2 separate regions of the Sus scrofa genome follow, and region 1 is linked to region 2. The links are chromatin contacts, called in public Hi-C maps. All regions are on one chromosome and are shown on one strand. Each heading gives the region's core, a stretch centred on a gene start, on an enhancer-like site or on the middle of the called end of the contact. The rest is flanking DNA. Distances are from core to core; before and after follow the strand shown. Region 1 has its middle 15 kb from the start of ANKRD28. Region 2 overlaps BTD (biotinidase).

Region 1 (6,153 bases), core at 2,572-5,071, 170 kb before region 2:
AGGAGACCCAAGAGTTGAGAGACCATTTTGGAGGTAGTTTTGATAATTCAGGTGGGGACTGAAGTGGGTCTGCACTAGGTCACTGTGGGTGAAGAGAGCTTAGGAAGATTTTAGGTAGAATGTCTGGAACTTGGCAACTGACTCAAAGTGGGAGATAAAGTAAGGGAAGGCTTTTAGATAATTCTTTTTGTGTTCTGGGGCACTCTGTATATGATAGTGTCATTGCTATTAACCAGCCTGGCAATTTCAGAAAAAATCCTTTGGGGAAGTAGACTACAGATGGTAAGCTGAATTTTGACACACCTTGAATCTGAGATAATGGAACATGCAGGTAAAGGGGCCCATTGAGCATTCGGAAGTTGTTTCTGGAGATTAGGATTGGAAATAAAGACTTGGAAGTATCACATAAATGATAGCTCATATTATAGAAATAGATGGGATTGTCCCAGAGGAGATTGTAGACCAGGAGGAAGAAAAGTGGTCTGAGAGGCAAGATACTTAAGTATAAGAGATGGAAACAAAGCCAAATGAAAGGGACCGAAAAAGGTTTAGAAAAATAGATGAACACTTTTTGAAAGTAACAAGAAAGTTTAGTAAATATTATTGGTGTCCGGTACTGTAGAGTAGTTGAGAAAACTGAAGATTTGCAGTCTGTTATCATTGAGGACTTTAGCGTAATATCAGTTGAGTGGTGGTTGACCATGAAGTTTGGCTGCAGTACGGAAGAAACAAGTAAAAAATGGAGTAGTAGCTTGTTAGGGAAACAGAGAAGTTTTCTGAAGGCTGAATAAGAGGAATGGAGACAGCAGTGAGGACTAAAAGTGATGTAAGAAAGGAGTTGGAGTTGATAAAATAAGGTCTCTTAAGAAGACTGAAATAGGGGTTCCCATCGTGGCTCAGTGGTTAACAAATCCGACTAGGAACCATGAGGTTGCGGGCTCCATTCCTGGCCTCACTCAGTGAGTTAAGGCTCCAGTGTTTTTGTGAGCTGTGGTGTAGGTCACAGAAGTGGCTCAGATCCCACATTGCTGTGGCTCTAGTGTAGGCCAGGGGCTACAGCTCCAATTCGACCCCTAGTCTGGGAACCTTCATATGCTGTAGTGTGGCCCTAGAAAAGACCAAAAAAAAAAAAGATTGAAATATTTTTGAGTAAATGTACTTTTTTTCCCTCTGTGTCTACAGGTTCACCCCATCATACAGCAAAGTCATTGAGGTCTGGTACCTGGCATTGAAGAAGTGTTTAGTAAATGACTATTGAATGAAGGAAAGATCAGAGGGAAAAATTGCAAATAGAGATATTTTGGGGGTTAGTCAGAAGGAAGTTCAAGGAATCCATCTTTGTCGTCCTCTTTCTCTCTGAGGGAGAATGCCAAGAGAGAATGCCTCCCCAGCTTACTTACCTGACAGCACTGCTGTGAAGAACCAGCATGAGAACAGATGTGAAACATCCTTAAATTAGGAAGTGCTGGTACAAGTGGAGGGGAGTAATAATTTTCGTTTCTAAAACATCTTAATTTTGAAAGGGGCTTGGAGTCAGATGACACTCAGTTCTCACCAACTCAGAAATCCCATTTGCTTCCTTAACAAGTGCTGATGTAACTTCTCTTAGGTGTGTGATGTGTGGGAAGAGCCAGGCTTTGGAGACAGATGGGCCTGGATAAGAATCCAGTTTTCTCCACTTCTTAGCTGACGTGATTAAACCGATTTCGAGTTTTAACTTGTCTGCCTCAGAATTTATCTGGGCAATGGGGTCTATTTTGCAGGCATGTTGTCACAAATTAAGTACCCATTAAGTGCCTAGAACCATCATAGGTATTCAGGTGACCTGGGATGTTCATCCCTGCCCAGTATGAATGGCCAGCCTGTTCCATCTTCAGATAAAATAATGCTAGGTAAAAAAGTACTATCTTACATTGAGCTAGATTTTATCTCCCTGCTTGATTCTAGTTCTTACTTCTAGAACTGTGCAATTTGAAATCTCTTCACAATGATAGCACTTCAGATGTTTTACAGCTATCATATTCTCCTTGGCTCCTTTTCAGATGAAACATCTTTAGCTCTACTGACACTTAGGATGTGGTTTTTAAATCCACGATCATTCTGGCTGCCATCTTTGAATGTGTTTCGGTTTCATTACTCTAGATGCGGTTTGACCCTATGTCTAGTAATTAGATTTACTTTTCATAAAGGAGAAAAGCGAGATTAATAGGAAACATTTTTGATATAAAACTTTGATTTTAATTGGTTAAAATTAAAGTGTAATTATATAGGTTCATATTCTAAAGTGTACTGTTTTCTTTTCTCAGTAGCATTTGTGAAATGATTGCCTTTGGTCCTTCCCAAAACAAATTATTGATGATTAGTTTTTTCTCCCTTTTAAAAATAAATCTCCAGAGCCCTCAGAGTATCTCATAATGGTGGTAAAATTAAACTATTGAAATAAAATGCCAAGATTTAATCTTTCTATATAGTAAATAATATACTGTTAGTTGCCTACTCACTGGCCATTACCCACTTCCTTCCTTGCATGTCCCAGTTTTGTTTGGTTGCCCCTGGCTTATGTGACTTGGAGAAATCCCTAATAGTGTAAGCTAATCAGAGTAATCCTTCTTTGCCTGGTCATGATTTGTTTAGAAAGGGACATGTGATTGGCCAAGTCTGGTCATATTTTGGGGGAAGTCAGTTTAGGTAGCTTCTGTGAAGTCTTCTTTGTATCTGAAAAGGTAGACACAGAAGGAAACTCCCCCTTCTCTTGGATAGCAGTATGTGTCTGATATGATGCCTTGCAGTGACTACAAAGGGAAATATGCAAAGGTCCATGTTGAGTCTGACAGAAGAGCTGGAAAGAGCTCAGGTGTTCTACCTGATGGTGTTGAGTAAAGATCAGTCACCTTGGAACTACCTTATTTTACTACTTTTTGTTCATGATGATAATAAGATATCAATAAAAAAACAGTAAAGATATTGTTTGACCCAGTTTGATGTGACATACTATTTTAGTTTAGGATAGCCCTAATATTAAAGAACAAACATATTTGTTAGTCTGTTGCACAGAAGAGTAGATATTTTTGGTGGTAGGCCAATTTAGATGTAATGATGAACCTGGTAATTGTGAGGTCACATTAAAATTATATTGCAGTCAAAGTTTCATAGATATTCTTATATTACTGAATGTTTTCATTGTGAACAAAACAGACTAAAGAATTTCTGTCATTGGACATTCCCTGTGGCACAGCAGGTTAAGGATCCAGCATTGTCACAGCTGTGGCACAGGCTGCAACTGTGGTGTGGGTTTGATCCCTGGCCTGGGAACTTCTGTATGCCAGAGGCATGGCCAAAGAAACATTTCTGTCATACAATAACTGATAGCACGTTTAACTACCCAGTTATTTAAGAATGAGCTTGTTATCAATTCTGACAGGGACCCTCTTCTTTCCACTTACAAAGTTAAAAATTGACTACCTTTAAAGGAATTGACATTGTTTTATTCTGAAATAACATTAGGTTATAAGCATGACTTTGTACATGTTTATCGAGGGCATGAAAATCTATTTATGCAGAAAAATTCCATGACTGAGACACATTAGAAACACCCTTTCCTTCTTTCAACAATAGAAACTTCTTTATAAAATTTTAGATAGCACTCTTTAATAGAGGAAACTAAAGAATATGAAAAATGTTGTAAACTATCTGAGTCATCACTTGGATTTGAAAATAGTTACTTTCAGTATTTTTGTCTCCACCCTTCTATGGTTTAGAAGAATGTGAATCATCATCTTTAGTATTTCCCAACGGTAGCTACTTTGAGGTGGAAGTTTGGCGTATGCAGTCCCAATTGGTGTTTGAAATAATTCATGTGCACTTCAGCTACTGATCTTACTGCCCTTGTGGGAATTCCGTGGATGGCTCATGTAATTATTGCTTATAAAGGTAAACATTGAGTAACCATAGCAACTTATTTTTAAATTGAAATTTTTCTTCCTTTGGTTTTTAAAGTACAGTAACTTGATACTATATTTATCTCAGTGTCACTCCATTGTAGAAACCAGAATGAATTGCAAATAACCTTTCCTCAGTTTTTTTTAAAGGAAAGCAGAAATTCAGCCTGTTTAAAATATGAATCGTATACACTACTACTTTGTAGTATTCAGCCTAAGTTGTCTTTGAGACAGTTGCTAAAAGATTATTCATTACATAAATAATAATGCAATGATATGTCAGAGAATGTGTTTCTCATGGGCCTGGTAAACATAAGTTACATGGCAGACATGCTGCTGGTTAGCATAAATTCCAGCCCCAAATTGTACTAATAGGTGATCAAGTAGGATATTTTTACAGGTAATACAATGTAAAAAACTTTAATTCATTCTGGCCTTTAGTCTGAATTATAAATACCTTTTTATGAAGAAAATAGTCTAACCTTAAAAAATACTGTCTAAATACAGTAGTACATATTTTATAATGAGGTAGGGCCCCCCCCCCCTTAGTTTTGATATACTGGGTATATTCTAAGAAACTACCCATATTGTTATGTTCAGTTTGTTAAAATTTGCTTTCATACTTTTCAAAGGAAACAGTTTTTTGTTTTTTAAGACTGAAGTCTGAAAACAGTCATTTCAATATTGACTTAGATCTTAAGTTCTCATTTATAACTCTTGAATCTACTCTCTTCCCAGAAAGCCCATTCCATTTCCTGTCTTCACTGAAACTCACTGTTTTCATAAGTACGTGCTTCTCCACAGGACTTCTCAAGTATAGCTAGCTGTCCCTTTGCTCACAGCCATTATATCCTAGGAAAATGTTTCTAGTCTTCATACCTATGAAAACATTCTCCAGAGCATATGGAAGTTCCTGGGCCAGGGATTGAATCTGAGCTGCAGATGTGACTTCTGCCACAACTGTGGCATCACTAGATCCTTCAACCCACTGCACCAGGCTGGGGATTGAACCTGCACCTCTGCAGCAACCCGTCCCACAATTGGATTCTTAATCACTTTGCACAGCAGGAACTCTTCCTCCCTCCTTCTCCTTTTTATGGACGCATGACATATGGAAATTCCCAGACCTGGGATTGAATCGAAACCGCAGCTGTGGCCTGTGCCACAGCCATGGCGATACCAGATCTGAGCCGCATCTGTGACTTTCACTGCAGCTAACAGCAATGCTGGATCCTTAACCCATTGAGCAAGGCCAGGAATCAAACTTGCATCCTCACAGAGACAATGTCTGGTCCTTAACCTGCTGAGGCAGAGTGGAATCTCTGAGATCTTTCTTTCTTCATGTTGGTATTTTTTTGGTATAAACTTCCCTCTTAGTACTTTTGCTACATCTGATGAGTTTTGGTATGTTATGTTTTCATTTTTGTCTCAAAATACTTTCTGACTTCCCTTTTGATACCTTCTTTGACTCACTGGTTGTTCAAGACTGTGTTTAATTTCCACATTTTCTAGTATTCCTTCTGCTGTGGATTATTAGTTTCTTCTCAAATTTATTAAAATTTACTTTGTGGCATAAGATGTCATCTATCCTGGAGAATGTTCTTTGCTTGCAAAGAGTGTATATTCTGTTGGTGTTGGGCAGAATGTTCTATATATGTCTTTTAGTTCTGTGACAGATATTTTAAGCTGATAAATTTAATCTCCTATAAAAACTGTAATTTCTTGCCACCTACCCTGTGTTATTGATGTCACCATTTACGTATTTTTGTATTTTGTGTCCATTAACACATTTTGTATTTATTTTTAATGTTTTTGACTTTTAACTTTTATACTAGAAATAAGCATTAAACACCACCATTATGGTATGATAGTGTTCTGCATTTGTTTACATGTTTACCATTTCCAGAAGGTTTTATTTTCTTCTGTGTTAATGTTGCTGCTCAGCATCCTTTCTAATGAGCTAGCCTGTGCAGTCTTAGGAGGAGGATTCCCTTGTACGTGACGAGTCACTTTTCTCTTGCTCTGTTTTAGTGTGTCTTGAAGTGGTTTTTTTGTTTTGTTTTGTTTTGTTTTATTTTTTGAGGAGTCCTTTGGGCTTTCTGGATCTGGATATCTATTTCCTTTCCTAGATTTGGGAAGTTTTTGGCTGTTTCTTTGCATAAGCTTTCTGGCGCTTCTGTCTTTTCCTGGTGCTACCAATTGCAAGTCTATGTGC
Region 2 (6,923 bases), core at 2,274-4,773:
AGAAACAACAGAGAAGAAAGAAAGGGTGTTTGAGCTGAAAACCTTCTAGTTTAACCCACTCTTTTGTAGAGAAAGAAGCTTAGGCCTGGAGTGGTAAAGGAACTTGCCCAAGGTCACACAGCCAGAGAGGAGGAGGCTGGGCCTGGTCTCAGCACTCTCAAACCTGTGCTTTAAAAATATTATTTAATTTCTTATTTTATTTTTTCACTGTTGTACCACTTTGCAGGAACAAATCTGTCTTGTAACGTATGTCCATTTTACATATATTTCCAACCCTTAGGAAGGGTCTGAAACAGAATCTTACAGGGGCCAAATTGGGGTGTATTAACAGCAAAATAATGAAATCATTTATCCTTTTCAGAACCATTGATAATGCCAATGATCTTATTACATCTTTGTCTCTCTATCCCTTCAACACAGTAATTATCCTGACAGACGTCACACTCCTAAGTCTGACCACCCCCCCAATACCCAGCAGTTTGAATGACATGTGCATTACAACTCAGACGACACAGCCTTCTTTGTTTTTTGTTTTTTGTTTTTTTTGTTTGTTTGTTTTTTTGATGGTTGCTGAAATTTGGATTGCCACCATTCTTGGAAGATGTGTTTTTGTTTTTTTTTTTTCCCTGAAAACAAATGCCTTTCTGTTATCTGTGAATGTAAGGATTTCCCCTTCTTTTGATGTATCTAATAGTCTTTTAAAAATTGATGCAGCAGTGTATTAGAAAATGTTATGCTCAGGATTTCCCATCCTGGCTCAGTGGAAACAAATCCGACTGAGTATCCATGAGGATGTGGGTTCGATCCTTGGCCTCGCTCAATGGGTTAAGGATCCAGTGTTGCTGTGAGCTGTGGTGTAGATTGCAGACGCAGCTCAGATCCCACATTGCTGGTGTAGGCTGGCAGCTGTAGCTCTGATTCGACCCCTAGCCTGGGAACTTCCATATACCGTGGGTGCAGCCCTAAAAAGCAAAAGAAAGAAAGAAAATGTTATGCTCAAAATGGATACTCCCAAAGATTTACTGCTTTTTCCCTTTATTTTTTGGAAAGTTTATTTTTTATTTATTTTTATTATTATTACTTTTGGCTGTGCCCAAAGCATGTGGAAGTGCCTGGGCCAAGGACTGAACGAGAGCCACAGCTGTGGCCTGCGACATCACCACATCCTTAACCAGCTGTGCTACAAGGGAACTTTCTGCTTTTTCCCTTTTAAATTGTTTTATTTCAATTTTTTTAAAAACTGTTTTTGTTGTTTAAATTGCTGTTTATCACAGTTCCTTTGAAACTGCATTCTGGGATGGGACTTGAACCCACATCCTCCCAGCTGAAACCACACACCTGCCATCAGAAACCACAGGACATATCTCGGGGCTTGATGCAGGTTCTCATCTTGGTGCAGAGAGAATTCAGGGAGAGGCCAAGAGATAGGCAAGAAGTGATTTATTAGTAGAGGAGCTCGTGAGAGAGACAAGGGGGCAGGCAGGAGAGTGCCGTCCAGAGAACTTAGGGAGCTACAGCTTTATAGTCAAAGGAAAAGTGGGGGTGGGAGATCACCTTCCTCACCCCTCAGTCTTCCGTCATTAACTCCTCCTGCGTGTCAGTTGAGGGAGTTTCTGACCCTATATGCCCCAACCAGGACTGTCACAGTGCTGTGGGAATGAGTGAAGAGGTGATAACATATATAAAATACGGTAAATCATCTCAGGTTTGAGTATAAGGTCAGCTTTCCCCTGTATTTCTGCTGTTACTACAGAGAAAGCCCCTTCTCAAGTATCATTGACTTGCTGACGAGAATGGGCAGAATGTAGGTCTCATTCCACCATTGTTTTCTTGTCTGAGGGTGTGTCCCATGCTTTTATTGCGTGGTTTTGTTAAGCAAGCCCACTTTCTTCCTTTTTTTTTTTTTTTTTTTTTTTTTTGGATTTTTAGGACCACAGGTCCCCCGGCCAGGGGTTTAATCGGAGCTGTAGCTGCCAGCCTACACCAGAGCCACAGCAATACCAGATCTGAGCCGTATCTGCAACCTACACCATAGCTCAGGGCAACGCTGGATCCTTAACCCACTGAGCGAAGCGAGGCCAAGGATTGAACCTGCGTCCTCATGGATGCTAGTCAGATTAGTTTCCCCTGAGCCATGACAGGAACTCCCAAGCCCACTTTCTTGAGTAATCAACTTCTGGGGTCTCCCAGAGTTCCCGATCTATGATTCTCTAGTGGGATTAACTATTTAATTACCTACTTTGTCCTTTACTCTATCCCTGACACCCCAGTCCTCATGGCTGGTGATGGGGCTTCGGGAAACCCCATTGGCAGGCTCTGAGCCTGTCATTTCCCGGCTCCCACCCCCACCAATGGCACCCTGTGTGACGGCCCCAACCCAGCCCTGCCCGACCCTGGGCCAGAACCACACAGCTCTGCTGTTCCCAGACCCCTGACCCACAGCAACTCTGTTTGACGCCACTGAGTTTGGGGATAATTTGTTACATGGGTACAGGTGATTAATAAAGGAGGGAGGATTGGCGACAAAAGACTGAAGCCTCCACAGTGGTCCTGCTCACAGAGCTTGATGTCACATCAGCCTTTATTCTTTCTGATTGTGCCCGCACCATGCAAAAGTTCCCAGACAAGGGATCGAACCCACATCACAGCAGTGACCCAAGCCACAGCAGTGACAACACTGGATCCTTAACCCTAGAGGTTTAAGGCCACCAGGGAACTCCCAGCCTTTGTTTTAAATATGGGCCTTTGGAGTTCCCTTCATGGTGCAGCGGAAACGAATCCAATTAGGAACCATGGGGTTGCGGGTGCGATCGCTGGCCTCACTCCGTGGGTTGAGGATCTGGCATTGCCGTGAACTGTGGTGTAGGTTGCACATGTGGCTCTGTAGGTTGCAGATCTGGCGTGGCTGTGGCTGTGGTGTAGGCCAGCAGCTACAGCTCTGATTCGACCCCTAGCCTGGGAACTTCCATATGCCACGAGTGTGGCCCTTAAAAAAAAAGATGAAAGACAATTAATTAATTAATTAATATGGACCTTAAAAAAAGTTTTGCCTATATAAATCCACTTTGTGGAGAAATCATTTGTTCGTTTAGTGTGTGATTGGTTTGGAGCAGTTCTGAATGTCACGGTTCCTTTCTGGGCAGGGCTTCTGTGTGGCCACCTCTGGCTACCGGACAGCCCTGTGACTGGCTGGGCCTGGGTCTGATGCTGACTCTCAGTCCCATGTGCCGTGGCCATGGGGTCACAAGATACTACGCACAGTGGCCTGTGGGTCAGCACTGGCCCAGGGTGGTGGGCAGGCCCTCACCTCAGGACCGGGTGTGGTGGGTGCTGGGACCGACAGGCTTTGAGCATGGCTTCACCTTCACCAAGAAGGGGACACTTTAGGCTCACAGTGCCTGCCACCTCCTCCGTGAGGAAAACCGCAAATAGGCACATCTGCACCTTCATGAGAAACCGCACAGACCAGCCACTTCCCCAGCCAAGCCTGAGTCCACCAAAAATACATTTGATTTCCTGCCTCTATGTTATGGTCAAGATAGCCACTTGCTTCCTGAGTTTCAGGACTACAAGCCGACAAAAGCATATCACAACTGTGAGTCATAGGTATTTTTTTTTCCTGAAAATGATTTATTTTACTCATTTCCCTCTGGTCTCCACTTTGTTCTGCCATCTGGCAACTACTTCTTTTTATTGTAAAAATCATCATTTCTTGTCCGCCTCATTTCTACTTCATGAGCCGTTCATTGTAAATTGTCAGCAGAAAGTAACTTGGGGGGAAGTTCTCGGTGCTCTGCTCAGAAAGGCAGAATGTGCATCCAGCAGGTGCTTCATAAATGTTTATTGGGTGAAGCAGCTCCACTAAGTCTGGGTTTAGGGCTGTCCTCTGTCTGTCTGACTTGAATCATCTTGGCAGGAAGGAAGAATATGCATTTCTGAGATAATTTCTGTCTCCCTGGGGTTGAGGGCAAGGACGCGGCATTGGGGAGGGTGGGGCAGGGCAGCCACATCCGGAGCCCGTGGCTCAGCCAGCTCGGTCAGCACGGCATCTGGAGGGAGAGGTCCCCGTCCTATTCCAGGGGGACCTTCCAGGGCTTCCTCAGGAATTCTGAGCTGTTCCTGCAAATTCCCTGAAGGCTTGACTCATTCCAGGCTTTTCCAAGCGGGCAGTGAGTCAGTGGGTCTTTGCTTCTTTCCCACAATTCAACCATCTGATTCAACACACATTCCACGAGTAAGAAAACCAGGCATAACAAGGTCAAATAGTCGAGATCTATGCAGTGAAAAGTGAACAGGGAGGCCGAGAAAGTAAAGCTGGTCAGTCTGACTCTAGGATTTACGCTCTGTATTATCCTAAAAGCCAGAAAAGGATCTGGAAGGCCACACTGGAGTGGAGGTGGGGGGATGGGGAAAGTTCGTTTTTCATTTTGTATAGATATGTGCACATAGTGTTTTTAAAAACCTAACTTATAAAGGAGATAAGACTAAATAGCCACACATTGAAGAGACAAATCACAGAACGCTAACTGTCCATTCTCCTTCAAAAATGATTTTCCACTTTAAAAATGATCTGAAACAGTTACCATGCATAGAGCCAAAATGATTTTGAAAGGTTGGATACAAACAATACAGAAATCAGTGGCCTAAAACCGATTCTGCATCTGCAGTTCATATTCTGGGAGGTCCTTGCTCCGTCCCTGGTGGGCTCTCCAAGGACACCTGCTGAGTGACTGAATAAATGAAAGACTAACGTGGACCAACCTCCACAGCCATTCTTCAATCCGTTGCAAAGAGCGGGCGGGCTGGGAAGGAATCCACAGCCTCATTCCATCCCGCGCAGTGGGGCAGCTGGAAGGCCCTTGCCCAGAGCTAGTGTGATTTATTAAGGTGTCTGGAATCCCTGGATGAGACTCGCTATTCGCAGGAATCCTATTACTCATCTGTTCCCTTTGCGGCCCTCTCGTCTGCACTTTCTTCCATCCTCTCTCTCTGGGGCACTGCACCCTTTTCTTTCCAGTCATTCTGCATCCTGCCTGACACATTCCTATTCCTGACAGGGAGGCAGATGTGAGAAAAACCTTCCCTTCTATTTTTAAAAGCTCCTCGGGATCCACAGTGCTGATGCCGCTGGTGGCACTGGCACCATCCGTCCATGTGCATGAATTCTGGCCAAACGGAATGGAAAAGTCCCTGTGGCAACCATATCGTGTATGGCTTTTGCTTTGAGTTTGTTTCTTACCCTAGAAAACATCTGAGGTTGTGAAGTTTTATGTCCTGGGTGTCACCTGATCAACAACAAAAACAAGAAACACATAACCTGCTATTTTGTGGACATGTATAAACTACATTTACTTTTGTTTGTGCTCTTAAAACAATGTGTTCTGGAGTTCCCGTCGTGGCACAGTGGTTAACGAATCCGACTAGGAACCATGAGGTTGCGGGTTCAGTCCCTGCCCTTGCTCAGTGGGTTAATGATCCGGCGTTGCTGTGAGCTGTGGTGTAGGTTGCAGACGCGGCTCAGATCTGGCGCTGCTGTGGCTCTGGTGTAGGCCAGCAGCAACAGCTCCAATTAGACCCCTAGCCTGGGAACCTCCATATGCTGCAAGTGCGGCCCTAAAAAGACAAAAGACCAAAAACAAACAAACAAACAAAAAAACCCCAAAAACTGTTCTGAAAGATCTGCTGGAGAAAGATGTGGCTTGAAAAAATATATGATTAGAAAATACCAGAAAACATCTCACTAACTTGCACTTAAGAAGAAGAGACACTAGTGCAATCAGTCTCCCTGGCTTCCCCCACAGCTCCCAGGATGGGTTCTCGGGGGGAAAGGTGGTCCCGGGGCTGTGAGCTTTGGCCTGTGCAGGGCCCACATGTCAGCCTGAGCCCACCCCAACATCCCTAGTCCCTCTCATACACCCGCCCATAGAGAGCTGCTGTCACCAGGCCGGAGGACAGTCCACTCTTCCTCAGGAAATAGTGACCATTCTCCCAGCCCACCTGGTCAGGGGTCTCCAGGGTCATCCCTGAGGTCAGAAGCATTGGAAAGATATAGGAAGTACTGAAGTTCCCCCATAGGTGAAAATCAAATATCCCTGTGCTCTCTGTGATCTCCTGCCCACAGGTGTCAAAGCCAAGGCCCCCACACTTGACCAGGGCACAGGCTTGCACATAGTAAGTGCCATGCACGGTGTGAAGGCCATCAAAGACCCCCAGGGAATACAACTCGTTGGACAGGGTGGGCCTCAGGTAATGTAAATGACAGCAAAGGCCATCTGCACAGACTTGGAGGTAGCCTTCCTTTCCCCACACAGGGACCAGGGTGAAATTGTCATACATCATTTCAGAGTTAAATGTGGGGGGAGCGCTCATGTTCCCTTCAGGGGCTCCATCACAGTGGATGTCCTCAGCGTCCTTCTCAGAGTATAGATCCCCTGCCAGGATTTTTAAAAGCTTGCTATGGGCTATGTCCATCTTCGATGTGGTGTTCCCTGTGCTAATGAGACCTGGTGGATTTTTGGCTATTTGGGCAATTATGAGGCGACCTTCAGGGCTTTCCATGTCGTGGTGCCAAAAGGACTTCAGAGGAGTGTGAATGCCACTTCCGGTCATCCCCAGGGATGGGTGGTGGATGTTTGCAGCCAGAAAGTTGATGCCAAAGGCAATGGAAAAACCTCTCTGAATCTGAATGGCTGCCAAGAGCGGAAGCTGGTTCATCCAGGCAGTTGGATATACGATGTGCTTCACCTCAGGGTCTCTGAGGATGCTGACAGCAGGCTCGAAGAACAATATATCAAAGCAAGTGAAGGTGCCAAACTTGCCAGCAAAGGGGGTGTCAAAGATGCTGTGATCCACTTCCAGAGGGGTATCGAATGCTGCCTCAAAGTAGAGGTTGTGTTTGCGGTAGCGACTGACCAGGGTTCCAT

What was found. A called contact is a pair of places that touch in the nucleus more often than the background predicts.
Region 1: a Hi-C map of embryonic fibroblasts shows a contact between it and region 2, with 1.6 times the contacts expected there. The contact joins two enhancer-like sites. A contact is called at or near these places in 1 of 47 Hi-C or Micro-C datasets (embryonic fibroblasts) and 1 of 2 datasets of contacts at active chromatin or transcription factors (skeletal muscle).

What each region holds. Positions count from the first base shown.
Region 1 is chr13:3,069,654-3,075,806 of Sscrofa11.1, reverse strand. It overlaps a transcript of ANKRD28 not described here. Among named protein-coding and RNA genes, the nearest start is that of ANKRD28, 15 kb to the right of the region's middle. Within about 2 kb of position 3,821, at least 12 of the 83 cell types and tissues checked have an H3K27ac peak or open chromatin away from gene starts, as enhancers often do. A contact at or near this core is called in embryonic fibroblasts, where this site is marked.
Region 2 is chr13:2,899,306-2,906,228 of Sscrofa11.1, reverse strand. BTD (biotinidase) reads right to left here. Exons shown (of 4, transcript XM_013981377.2): 4 at 3,610-6,923. The coding sequence ends at 5,899. Among named protein-coding and RNA genes, the nearest start is that of HACL1, 62 kb to the right of the region's middle. Within about 2 kb of position 3,523, at least 36 of the 83 cell types and tissues checked have an H3K27ac peak or open chromatin away from gene starts, as enhancers often do. A contact at or near this core is called in embryonic fibroblasts, where this site is marked.